Regions from separate parts of the Mus musculus genome. Here regions 2, 3 and 4 are each linked to region 1. The links are chromatin contacts, called in public Hi-C maps. All regions are on one chromosome and are shown on one strand. Each heading gives the region's core, a stretch centred on a gene start, on an enhancer-like site or on the middle of the called end of the contact. The rest is flanking DNA. Distances are from core to core; before and after follow the strand shown. Region 1 has its middle 49 kb from the start of Gm34229. Region 2 has its middle 17 kb from the start of 4930488B22Rik. Region 3 has its middle 49 kb from the start of Gm23349. Region 4 has its middle 63 kb from the start of Gm34177.

Region 1 (2,970 bases), core at 319-2,818:
AGTGTGTCGGCATGGCCGGTGCCTGGGTCATCCCACCCAGGGTTCTGGGTTTGCTTAGAGACTAGAGTCTTGATGGTCTGCTTTCCTAGCCAGCACTGACCACAGGAATGAAAATTGCCTACAGAGGATGAAAAAGAACTGTCCTTGGGTACGTCCGAGGAAGCGAGAATGTGGAACACAGCAAGTGCTCCCTGTTATGGAGTTATGACAACATAGAAACTGTAGGACCTGAGACTCTGTCTTCCACTAATTCAAATAAATATTGAGCACCTTTTAAATACCTTGCCAGATACAGGGGAAGATTTTAAGAACTACCAGTGTACGTTTTTAAAGTATAAGACTTATCTCTCCTTTCCCTTAAAGTCCTAATATAATCACTTAAATGATACTAATGCTGACTCCAGAGCAGTGGCCTTTCACACGGGTCACCTAAGATCTTCTGAAACACAGATATTTACATTACAATTCATAACAGTAGCAACGTTACAGTTATGAAGTAACAATGGAAACCATTTGATGGTTGGGGTCACCACAGCATGAGGAACTGTGTTAAAGGGCCACAGCAGTAGGAAGGTTGAGACCCTCTGGTCTAGCGAGATGGCTCAGTGGTTAGAAGTGCTTGCTGCTTTTCCAGAGAACTGGGGTTCACTTCCTAGCCCACAGGTCAGGTGGCTCACAACTTCCTTGAGCTCCAGGGAATCAGACATCCTCCTCTGGGCTTCTCAGACACCCACAAACGTGTCAAACACATACATGCACGTTTTAAAATAAGTCTGAGAAAAGAAAACGGAGCCCTACCACTCACAGAGCAATTCATGAAGTGCTTTCTGCTAGCTTTGGTCTGAGTGAGACCAGATAAAGCTCAGGGTCGGTCCTCTCCAGGCCAGATTGAAAAAGCCACGACTATAGCACATTGTAGCATGTATCAGTGCTTTCTGCAGTTCACGGACTTCACACTGGCTCATTGAGAAAAGGAACAGCATCCGCCTGTTCTACAACATGATACCCAGGAGGGACAGTGTTGTACCTAGGAGTTCCACTTTAGGCTATTAAGTAGCCAAATGAAGACATGATAAGAAGAGCAAACTTCACACACACACACACACACACACACACACACACACACACACACTTCCAGCTGTTTACTTAGGCATGACTAGGCACATGTGAGAATATTGGGGCTTCAGCACATCTAATCATGTGTTTTCTCCTCACTCATAAGAAACCAGCACACCCCACTATTCTGATGAAGTCTCTGAGGTTTGACAGACAAGCCCTACATGGCCATTATGTAGTGGTTATTCTCTGTATCAACAGTTAGCATTCCCTGCTGTGGGCCAGAACCTGCTTGGTCTTTCTCATCAATTCCTCACATGTGAGTGGCTTGCCAAATGCAGAAGACAGCCCACGATATTTGGGGAAGTAGAATCATGTACTAAGCCTTACATTTCTTAATGTAATTAGCCAAAGTTTGAGAAATTTCTCAGAGTGACTGAAGCATTGGGCCAAATCGCAAACCACAGAGATATTTGCAGCTTAAATGTTCTTTAAGTAACTGCGCTGTTACCACAGCTCCTCGGAGGGTTCCCCTTTTCTGCCAATTGCACATTGATACCTCTTCCTAAATGACTGGCCCCATCAGAACACTATGGGCCTTTATAAGAATATCTCATGCTTTGAATAATTTATTCATTGTGTTGGGAGGGGAAGACCCCATCTTGGAACTCACCACGAGTCCAAGAGTGATCAGCCTTGAGCGTTGAGTGTTGAGCGTCGAGCAGGCTGTGCCTCACAGGTTCAGTACAATGCCTCACAGAAAGTTAACTGAGGAGGAATTCACAGATGAGCTGCAGCTGCCCCTACATCCTCAACATGATCTAATGAGTGTCTCCGGGGCTGAGTCATTTCAGGTTCAGCCAAAGCCGTCAAATGTTAGTGTCAACAAAAATGTTGCTCACAATTGCTCCATTAGCTTTTGGGGTCGATGTCAACTGTCCTAGTGAACTTTAAGAAAGTCACTGTATGTTAGGATAATGGTGCCCAATAGCTCAGCTGTCACCCTACATTGTCATCTTGATAGTCCGTGGTTCCCCAGAAAGATTAAAGGAGGTCAGAGTACCCAGCAGTCCCTTCTACATAACATGAGGCAGCAGCAAGGCTTCTAAAGGATGGAGGCGCACTGACATAGGAAGAGAAGTTGGTCTATTCCTAGCAGTCATACCATAGTAGTGTACACGAAGTAAAGACTCTCTGCTTAAGCTTTTTACAGTAGGCATTTCCCTCCTGCCTGCTAATTTTTAACCTTAGCAAACAAATAGAAATGAATCTTGGATAAGTAAACAAAAAGGGAAAAAAAGGTAATTTAAATGTTTGTTGGTCTGGAGAGATGGCTCAACAGTTAAAGGCACGCGCTGCTCTTGCAAAGAATCAGGGTTAAATTCCTAGCACCAAAAATTGGGCAGCTGGCAGCCACCTGCAATTACAACTTCAGGGGACCCCACATCCTCTTCTTGCCTCTGCGAGGACCTACACACATGTGCATGTGCACACACAGACACGCATGTACACATAAATAAAAAATAAGACTCAAAAAAATTTAAACATGTCTCCCACCAGCGACCTCTATACAACAGGAGACCCAAACAACCTTCTGCTCTGTCACAGCCTTGATCTGGGTTCTACAACGCGCTAGTTAAAATTCTCATGGTCACCCAATGACAGTCAGTCCCTAGGAGTTCTGGAATGGCTGTAAATCCACCATTTCCTGCAATTCATCAAAACCTGGTCTTTAAATGGTTTTGACTTTCTTCAGAACCGTCACCATATATCACAGCCGTGGCAGTCCCCTGCGTCCCTCTTCCCATGTATGGCTGGGTCGCCTTTCAGAGAGAAAAAGTATTTTCACCACAGGAAAACGCAGGATGGAGTGACCTCAGATGAGACATGAGTCATGATCCGAAGTGCAGATAA
Region 2 (2,839 bases), core at 148-2,647, 210 kb after region 1:
AAAAAGGAAAAAGGTGGAGCATGAAAGCTCACAACTGTAATCCCAGCACTGGGGAGGAACCCTGGCCAGCCAGACTAACCAAATTCACAAGTTCCGGGTCAGCAAAAGACCCAGGCTCAAAAACAGAAAGCAGCGGGTCTGGGGGGGGGGGGAGGGTGCAGAGAGATAGACAGACAGACATGCAGAAACACAGATATACAGACAGACATGCAAAAACACACAGTCACACACATACAAACACAGACAGATATACACATAAATAGAAACACAGAGATACACACACAAACACACACAGATATACACACATCCAGATACATACATGCAAACACATATATATAGATACACACAAACACAGAGATGCACACACATATAGACACAGACACACACAGATATACACAGCTACACACATACACACATATGCACACATACATATACACAAACAGACACAAACACACAGACAAACACACAGACAGAAATAAACACAGAGAGATACAAGCACACAGATATGCACACAGATACAAACACACAGATATACACACATATAGATTCAAACACTCACAAATACATACACATACAGATGCACACACAGACACACACAGATACAAACACAGAGATAAACACAAAGATACACTCAAATAGACACAAACACACACAGATACACACACACATAAATTAATTAAATTTAAAAGTTACAGATTCCCTCCTTTCGGCCACTGCAGCCATCTTCCAGTAACCTGCCAAAATCATGAACACAAAGGGAGAGGAGAGGAACCCTAGGCCTTTTAGGAAACATGGCATTGTTCCTTTGGCCACACACATGCAAATCTACAAGAAGGATGGTATTGTAGACATCAAGGGAATGGCACTGTTTAAAAAGGAATGCCCCATAAGTGCTACCACGGCAAAACCAGAAGAGTCTACAATGTCACCCAGCATGCCGTGGGCATCATTGCAAACAAGCAGGTTAAGGACAAAATTCTGGCCAAGAGGATCAATGTGCGGATTGAGCACATCAAGCACTCAAAGAGCAGAGACAGCTTCCTGAAGCGGGTGAAGGAGAACGATCAGAAGAAAAAGGGAGCCAAAGAGAAGGGCACCTGGGTGCAGCTGAAGCACCAGCCTGTGCCACCCAGAGAAGCACACTTTGTGAGGACTAACGGAAAAGAGCCGGAGCTGTTGGAGCCCATTCCATAGGAATTCATGGACTAATGTACAAAAATGAAATAAAGGACCAGGACTGCAGAGTGTATTCCTTAAAAAAAAAAAAAAAAAAAAAAAATTACAGATTCCCTTTCCATATTCACAAAACCAGAATTTTGCTCAGAGTGAGTCAGAGATGCCTCAGTCTCTGGAAATGGTCCCAATCTCTGATCTAAGGATAGGTATGTGACTCATTTCTGACCTAAGAGATGAAAGAGGATGTAAGGCAGACTCCCCGAGGGAAGACTCTCTTGCCCTTCGCTGCCCACTGCCCCTTGCTTTTATGTGTATCTGTATGTGTGTGTGTATCTGTGTATGTATATAGGTCTATGTGTATATGTATGTGTATGTGTGTGTTTGTATGTGTGTGGGTTTGTATCTATATGTGTATATATGTGTGTGTATCTGAAGATGTGATCATTGAAGCATGTCCAGCTTTTTTGCAATAATGAAGGAGAATGACAAGAACAAACAGCAAAGACAGAGAGCCTTGTAGTCTAAGGGCTGAGAGCCTTGTACTCTTTAAGCTTCTGCACTAATATCTGTAACTGGCAATCAACATCCTCATAGGTCAAAACAGTTACACAATTTTTTGCTGAAGCTCAGATCATTCCAGCTAATACGCTTCCCCAGATGATGAGAAACCCAAAGGAAGACACTACACCTCATTTATCTATGAGTCCTTTTGGGGGTCTGGTCCAGAAGAGGCCCCTGAAGAAATATTTGCCAAGGAACTGAGTATATATATATATATATATATATATATATATATATATATATATATATATATATATATACATATCCATAGCAAAAGACTTGCTTATCACACAAAGAGCCTGGATTCAGTCCCTGTCCCAAAAATAAGTTATTTCTAGAGTAAACAAAGGGAGAAAAGACTATACTCCTAACAGATAGAACTCAGTGCAAAGTTCTCAAAAGGGGAGTAAATATGAGAGTTTGTACTTGTTCATATCTTATTTGCCAAGGCGTCCTACATTCCTATTGTCTTTTTTCTGTCTTGTGTGTTATAAAACTTGCTGACAACAATATTTTTCATAAAGTTGGATCAATCAGTATTACATGCCAGCAATGAAGATATCTTCCTGATTACAGAAAAAAAAATCACTTAAAAGTGACATCTGCAATCGATGAAGGGGAGAAATGATAAAACATTCGGATAATTATTTGAATCAATTAAATACAAGTTCTGGTCTTTTAGGGCCCAGATGAATTGGCGTGCACCTATATAATGAAATAAATGATTGTTTAAATGTAAAGATGGGCTAGGGAGAAGGCTCAGCAAAGTTAAGAATACTTACTACTCTGGAAGAGGACCAGGATTTCATTCCCAGACTCACATGGAGGCTTACAACTGCCTATAACCAGTTCCATGGGATGAGATGCCCTCCTCTGACCTCCACAGGCACCAGGCATGCACATGGTACACAAACAAACATGCAGACAAAAAAAAAAAAATCTTATGCACCCACACACATAAAACAAATTAGGGGGGCTGGAGAGACAGCTCAGCAGTTAAGAGCACTGACTGCTCTTTCAGAGGTCCTGAGTTCAATTCCCAGCAACCACATGGTGGCTCACAACCAGCTGTGATGGGATCTGATGCCCTCTTCTGGTTGTC
Region 3 (2,926 bases), core at 302-2,801, 150 kb after region 1:
AGTATTGCTAATGTTTCTATAAGTAAACCATAATAAACTCCACTTTTGCATTATTTGTAAATCTCATGTTGTATTTTTATTTTCTCTCTATTATTTAAGTGTGTCTTTAGCAATTGAACTTGGGATGGTATTTTAGACATTGGAGGACAGGTATAGCTCAAGATAGATCTGAAGCAGAGGCCATGACAGGATGGCGCTCATTAACTTGCTTCCCCTGGCTTGCCTCAGTTCTATTATTACACAACCCAAGACCACCTGCCCACAGCAGTCTAGGCCCTTCCACATGAATTACTAATCATGAAAATGTCCCTATGACTTGCCTAAAATCCTATCTAATGGGGATATTGTCTCAGTGTGTTGAAGCCGACCAGGGGCTCACATGTCCGGGTTCGAGCCTGGAAGGCACCTTGGAGTCTGGAAGAGAAGAGGGAATCTAGGCAACGAGAGAAAGGATGGAACCAAGACAATAGTCTGATCAAGGTTCAGTTTTAATATCCGGGAACACGGGCTTATAAAGAAGGGGGAGGGGCCCATTCCCGCCAATCATCCTTGGAGTCCAGCTGCAGGTGACCACGTGTAGACTCTGGAGCAGCTAGGCAGCAGGTAGCAGCAGCGGGAGTGGCAGAACAATAGGGTGGCAGGCTCCGCCCCTGGTGATCTCCTAGTGATAATAGTCAAACCTGCTCAGCCTGCTTCCGGGCTGTGGGGGAGGTTATATCAGTGAAGGTGCCCTCTTCCCAGATGACCCTAGTTCTGTCAAGTGACTAAACTAAGCAGCGCATGGACCTAGAACACACATCTGAAAGGTGAAGAGAAGCAAACAGGCATTGCTGTCATGGTTGGCAGGAGACTCAGGTCCTTCACGCACCCAGGCTCCTATGCTAGACCATCTGGGACCAAAGGACCTCTTCCAGTTCTCTTGTGCAAAACAGAAATCTCACTAAGAGCTATCTCTGCTCATCAAGTAACCGGAAACATTGCTTTGGAGTTGGTACCTTCCCCTCTGGGTTGTCAAGGAGACAGAGGGGGCCTGGAAAGGTTAATAGATGCCTGAGTCACATATCAGCATGTCAGAGGACAGGCTCCAAGGCAGCCTTCCTGCTCCAACGCCATGCTCTTGCTGCTGTCATTGAATATGAAAGCCCCATGGGTGCATGTATGTAAACATGCCTAGAACACTGTAAAACCTTTAGAAGGTGGAGCCTTGCTGGAGGAAGTGAGTCAGGCCCTACTTCCTGACTATAGAGGCAATGTGACAGTTGTCTCCTGATCCTACCATCATGTCTTCCATACCACAATGGAAATGGCCCCTCTTCCCTTAATTTACTTTTTGAGAATTTGATCACAGCAACAAAGAAAGTAGTCACATTCTATTAAGATATGTTTAATTTTTAATTGTGTGTGTGAGTGTGTGTGTGTGTGTGTGTGTATGTGTGTGTGTGTTCATAAACAAAGGTGCCGGAGGAAGCCGCAGGCATCAGATACCCTGGAGCAGGAGTTGCCTGACATAGGAGCTAAGAACCAAACTCAGTTCTTCTGAAAGAACAGAGTGTGCTCTTAACTGCTGAGTCATCGCTCCAGCCCAGTCATGTTGGATATGTTGTTTGACCACAGACCTTTAGGCATAAGGAAACTTTATCTCTTCAACTCCCAAACTCCTTCTCTAAGGGGGCCACTCTACTCACCTGGGAGAACCACGTGACCCGTGTCAGAGGCAGCCTGTCCACTACCCGCTCCGTTTCCCCTTCTCGTTCCTCACAACTAACATGACTAATTAAGAAGAGTGTTTCTGAAGGGAGTTAAATGACAGCGATGAGGAATGCTCTATTTTGGGAGGACTAAGCCGGCAGCTCACTCTTCTCTGTGGTGTCTGTGTGTGTTTATTAATGGAATAGACTAACAGAAAGCCTGTATGAGCACTGAAGTCATCCTGCATTGAGTGCCTGAGGACCGGACTGGCTTCCCAGGTTGTTCTCTGCCATCATTGGTGTCTCTTGGAGCCTTTCCTCCATTCTCATCCCAAAATGTTTCTATAACAAGAACACTGCTACAATGCTCTATAGAGCCAAGTTAACTTTAGTTTTTAATAGCAGTTAGGCCGGAGAGACATGGGGCATCGTGCAAGAGTCAAATCTGCAGTGAGCGGCTCGCGTGCTGGGGACGCTGGCAGCTTTTACTGGCCTTTTGCAGTCCTGTCATCTACATGAGCTGAGAGAAGCCTGCTGCAGATGTCTTAGTCAAACGCAGTAGTCAGGCAATTACAGATGTGCACCTTCTCTTATTTCGGCCTATTCAGAACAAAGATCTGCCAAAAGCTGGCTCTGAGCTACTCTTCCTGTGGCTGTTGTTATGTGGTGACATTATTACAGACAGGTCAGACACTCACAGCGACCTTCATTGGCTACTACAACTTCTACCTGCCTTTTGTTTTCGACTTTATTTTTGTATTTATTTTTAGTGGTGCTAGGGATAGGACTGTGCATACCAGGTGTGTTCTCTGTCACTGAACTCCCTGCCACTCACCCCCACTTTCTGTGTAGTGTCTCAAAGTCACCTAAAGCTGGAAAAGTGAATTTAATCATGACAGCAGGGTTAGCAAGCATGCAAACTGCTAATGTTTTACTTATTCTAATCATATGGAGTAACCCAGATTCCTGCCCTGTGGACCACACCCTAGTTTTTGGCAAGTGCTCACTATATTCTCTTGTTTTATTAGCCCTTCACATCGGTGCACAGCTACTCTGGACACACACAGCCCTCTCCCCATGGTCCCTCTTTGTAGCCCTCAAGTGTGAAGTTTGCAGTGATTCCTCGAGTTTTCTAAGTCTTTGTAATACTGAGAAGTACTGTGACTCCCTGGAGCCCTGCCTTCCAGGGTCTCCAGGTCCTACTGAAGCTAAAGCATTAAAAAGTTACAACTCAATTG
Region 4 (3,071 bases), core at 251-2,750, 210 kb before region 1:
AATCTTTAGAGTTTTATGCTGAATAAAGAAAGCGAATAAACCCTCACTGGAGTTCATCGACACCTGCTTCCTAGAGAGAGTCATCTCTGCCTGCTTCCTACCCGAGGACAGAGTGAGCAGCTATTCACACCCACGGTGCCATGATTCAGCTCCGCGATGGACTGCATTCTCTCCAACCAAGAGCCACACGATAACCCCTTTCTTGTGTTGTTTTCGGTTGCTTTTGTCAGAGCAACAAGAAAAGTAAAACAAATCCATTATTTCACTGGACCGTTTAAACTAACTTGCTTTTCTTGTAACAAAGAAGGGCTTTTTAAAATCTCTTCCCATTCTTTCTGGGGGAGTACAAAATCATTGACCTGTTAGATCCTGGATTTACATTACCCTCCCTGTGTGTGTGTGTGTGTGTGTGTGTGTGTGTGTGTGTGTGTGTGTGTTACATGAAGATGGGAGACCTATGTTAGACTTAAGCATGGTTACCTGGCTTCCTCTTGCTACAACAAGGATGTTGTGTTCCCCAAAAGCACAAGCAAGAAGATGAGGCTGTGTGACGTGACACCACAGGCACTGTAGTGAGCGTAAAACAAACGCACAGATTGTACCTACAACTAGATCCTATAATTAATTGTACCACAAGAGATTCATCCATGCTGGTTATGCCAGACCTTCTGGCACAGCAGGGGAGGAGACTGGCGAATCTTCAGCCCCAGTGTGTCACTTCAGCGGATACTTTGACCTGATGGCAGACACGTGTTGTTGGGATGCATGTCTTTGCTCCTCATTTACAGGTAGAATGGCAACAGCAAGCATTTGTGTGTTCTGTCCTTGCCGGAGAGTGAATGTCTACAGAATGTTCGTGGAGGTGGGGACTTTCCGGTTTCTTTCAGGTATATACATACTTCCTTGGAGCATTCGGTTTTCAGAACCATGCTTGGCTGTGGTACAGGGTTATACCCAGGCTAGGGCCACACTTCGATGATCCAAATGATCGTTTCTGTAGTGTCAAAAGAGTTCACACTGTTGACACTTCGTCTTCATTCCACCAAAGAAAGTAGAAGCGTATTGTTGCGACAGAGGAAGTAAAGGCGTTTTCAAGGTGGAGATCAAGCGCTTTCCCAAAACTTGGTCAAGAGATTTTAGTAACTTAAACAACTGTTAAGCGTGTTGCTCTGGCCAACTTCAGAGACCTTGTGACTCAGAGCGTTCACAGAGCTGATGTAACTGTTCTGGAAGTCTTTTGACTTGAACTTAAGAGTCACTTCCACACAGCTGCATCATGTCCACCTTCAACAGCAATTTGGACCCAGAAAGCACGGAAGGAACAGGGGCAGGAAAGGCCCAAACTAAACCCTGAGAGGAGAATCACACAACAAACCTGGGGTGTAGTTCCAGTCATTGGCCACCAGGGGTCTGTCTTCTCACAAGGAGCTGTGCGCAGAGGGCGTGTTTCTGGGACTTTGAAAACCCAAAGCTTTTCTGGATGTTTGCGGTGCATCCAGATGTTGGTTGTAAAGGTGCAAAAGCAAAGCGAGTTCTCAAAGCCAGGACAAATAACGGGCAGCTTCTCGTTTAAGGATTTAAATGGAGTAGCAGATGGAACTTGTGCCAATCCTTGGGAGAACGACGGAGCGGTAGGTGGCCAAGAGAGTGGAGACCCAGAAAAAGTTAAAAACACAGGCCATCTGTTCCCGGATCTCTTTCTACTTCACCTGGTTTTCACTCTCACCCCTGTGCCGTGCTACAGCTGAAAAACATCACTACCAAAACGTGCTGGGAGAATTTTTATTTGTCTGTCCTAGCCTCCAGAATCGGGACTGGCCCTGCATTAGAATTGGATAACCCAAGTGCCTTTTGACATTTAAAAGTTACACATTGGAGGCCAACCCCAGGAACAAGAGTTGTCTCTTGAGATCTGTTAAGAAGCTCTGCAAATTAAAGAGTTTGTGGGGAGGGGGGGGGCGTCTCTCTAGTGCTTTTAGTTGCTTTGTTTTGTTTTGAAATAGCCAAAAGATTTTCATCACTTAAGGAATTATCTCCTTCGTTCCCTTGCTACTCTGAAAGTGGAGTAGCCACTTCTGAAAGTCGACATTCCTGAGAGTCCAAGATATATTTTCACACTTTTAATTAAAATTTGAAAAGATGTAGCTCTCCGGTCAGCTAATGTGGGATGGGTGACTTACTCGAAGCAACTGTTACTCCATCTAGACATCATAATGGACTCTGGGCCTGAAGAGCTTGTTCCCTTTGAGGGAATGTTATTTTCCTTTGGCTTTATTTGTTGATGTTGATGCCTTTGGGACAGTGATCTCAGTGTATCTAGTGGCTGTGCCCACCAGGCTGGTTAACCAGAAACAAACCCTCAGAGAAGAGTTGCCTCCCGGACCCTGCCTTCTTTATTCTGGTCTTTCGAACACACATAGATGTCTTCATTACAGCTCCGACTCCTTCCAAACTGCACACTCCTTAACCTGATTTCTCACCACGCATGCAGCTGTTTACTAATTTATTACTCACTAAGAACTTCATGCTGTGGCTAAAATTAAAACGGGGACAGCGGTCTGCTCTCTCAAAACGATGCCGAACTAGTGGAAAGAATTCTAAAAACGTATTTTTAAGATGTATACATTGTTGTGCACACATGCACATGTCTGCCTGTGTGTGCATGCATGAGGTGGGGGCATGCACTTGTGTGCAAATGCCCTCAGAGGTCAGAAGAGGACATTGGATTCCCTGGTGCCTCAGGCAGTTGGGAGTCACCTGACTTCGATGCCAGGGGAGCAGGGGGGGGGGGAGGAACTCATGTCCTCTGGAGGTTCAGCTACCTCTCTTAACCACTGAGCCACCTTTCAGCCCCAGCAATTCCTTAAATACACTTCTGGATCTAACTGAATATTCTGAGCATGAGGTGCCACAGGCATTTGTGACCTAGAGGCACTCTCTGATCACCCACATGACACATCTTCAGCTTACAACTATTATGTCTAGAGATCACTGTCGCTGAAATCTGCGGTTCAAGAGCTATGTCAGCAGAACCCTGATCCACATGTTCAGATAAAATAGCTGCGCAAATC

What was found. A called contact is a pair of places that touch in the nucleus more often than the background predicts.
Region 2: a Hi-C map of bone marrow-derived macrophages shows a contact between it and region 1, with 24 read pairs. The contact joins two enhancer-like sites. A contact is called at or near these places in 1 of 15 datasets of contacts at CTCF or cohesin (the G1E-ER4 cell line), 5 of 484 Hi-C or Micro-C datasets (bone marrow-derived macrophages, embryonic stem cells, trophoblast stem cells and 1 more) and 1 of 115 datasets of contacts at active chromatin or transcription factors (the HPC-7 cell line).
Region 3: a Hi-C map of erythroblasts shows a contact between it and region 1, with 2.0 times the contacts expected there. The contact joins two enhancer-like sites. A contact is called at or near these places in 5 of 484 Hi-C or Micro-C datasets (bone marrow-derived macrophages, erythroblasts, granulocyte-monocyte progenitors and 2 more) and 2 of 115 datasets of contacts at active chromatin or transcription factors (the HPC-7 cell line and embryonic stem cells).
Region 4: a contact with region 1 is called in a Hi-C map of the N1E-115 cell line, with 2.9 times the contacts expected there. The contact joins two enhancer-like sites. A contact is called at or near these places in 8 of 484 Hi-C or Micro-C datasets (the AML12 cell line, the N1E-115 cell line, the P5424 cell line and 1 more) and 2 of 115 datasets of contacts at active chromatin or transcription factors (T-cell acute lymphoblastic leukemia and fibro-adipogenic progenitors).

Annotation. Positions count from the first base shown.
Region 1 is chr1:184,479,298-184,482,267 of GRCm38.p6, forward strand. No RefSeq gene overlaps it. Among named protein-coding and RNA genes, the nearest start is that of Gm34229, 49 kb to the left of the region's middle. Within about 2 kb of position 1,569, at least 47 of the 459 cell types and tissues checked have an H3K27ac peak or open chromatin away from gene starts, as enhancers often do. A contact at or near this core is called in the HPC-7 cell line, the N1E-115 cell line, bone marrow-derived macrophages and 1 more, where this site is marked.
Region 2 is chr1:184,694,259-184,697,097 of GRCm38.p6, forward strand. No RefSeq gene overlaps it. Among named protein-coding and RNA genes, the nearest start is that of 4930488B22Rik, 17 kb to the right of the region's middle. Within about 2 kb of position 1,398, at least 15 of the 459 cell types and tissues checked have an H3K27ac peak or open chromatin away from gene starts, as enhancers often do. A contact at or near this core is called in bone marrow-derived macrophages, where this site is marked.
Region 3 is chr1:184,627,755-184,630,680 of GRCm38.p6, forward strand. No RefSeq gene overlaps it. Among named protein-coding and RNA genes, the nearest start is that of Gm23349, 49 kb to the left of the region's middle. Within about 2 kb of position 1,552, at least 43 of the 459 cell types and tissues checked have an H3K27ac peak or open chromatin away from gene starts, as enhancers often do. A contact at or near this core is called in the HPC-7 cell line, bone marrow-derived macrophages and erythroblasts, where this site is marked.
Region 4 is chr1:184,264,876-184,267,946 of GRCm38.p6, forward strand. No RefSeq gene overlaps it. Among named protein-coding and RNA genes, the nearest start is that of Gm34177, 63 kb to the right of the region's middle. Within about 2 kb of position 1,501, at least 18 of the 459 cell types and tissues checked have an H3K27ac peak or open chromatin away from gene starts, as enhancers often do. A contact at or near this core is called in the N1E-115 cell line, where this site is marked.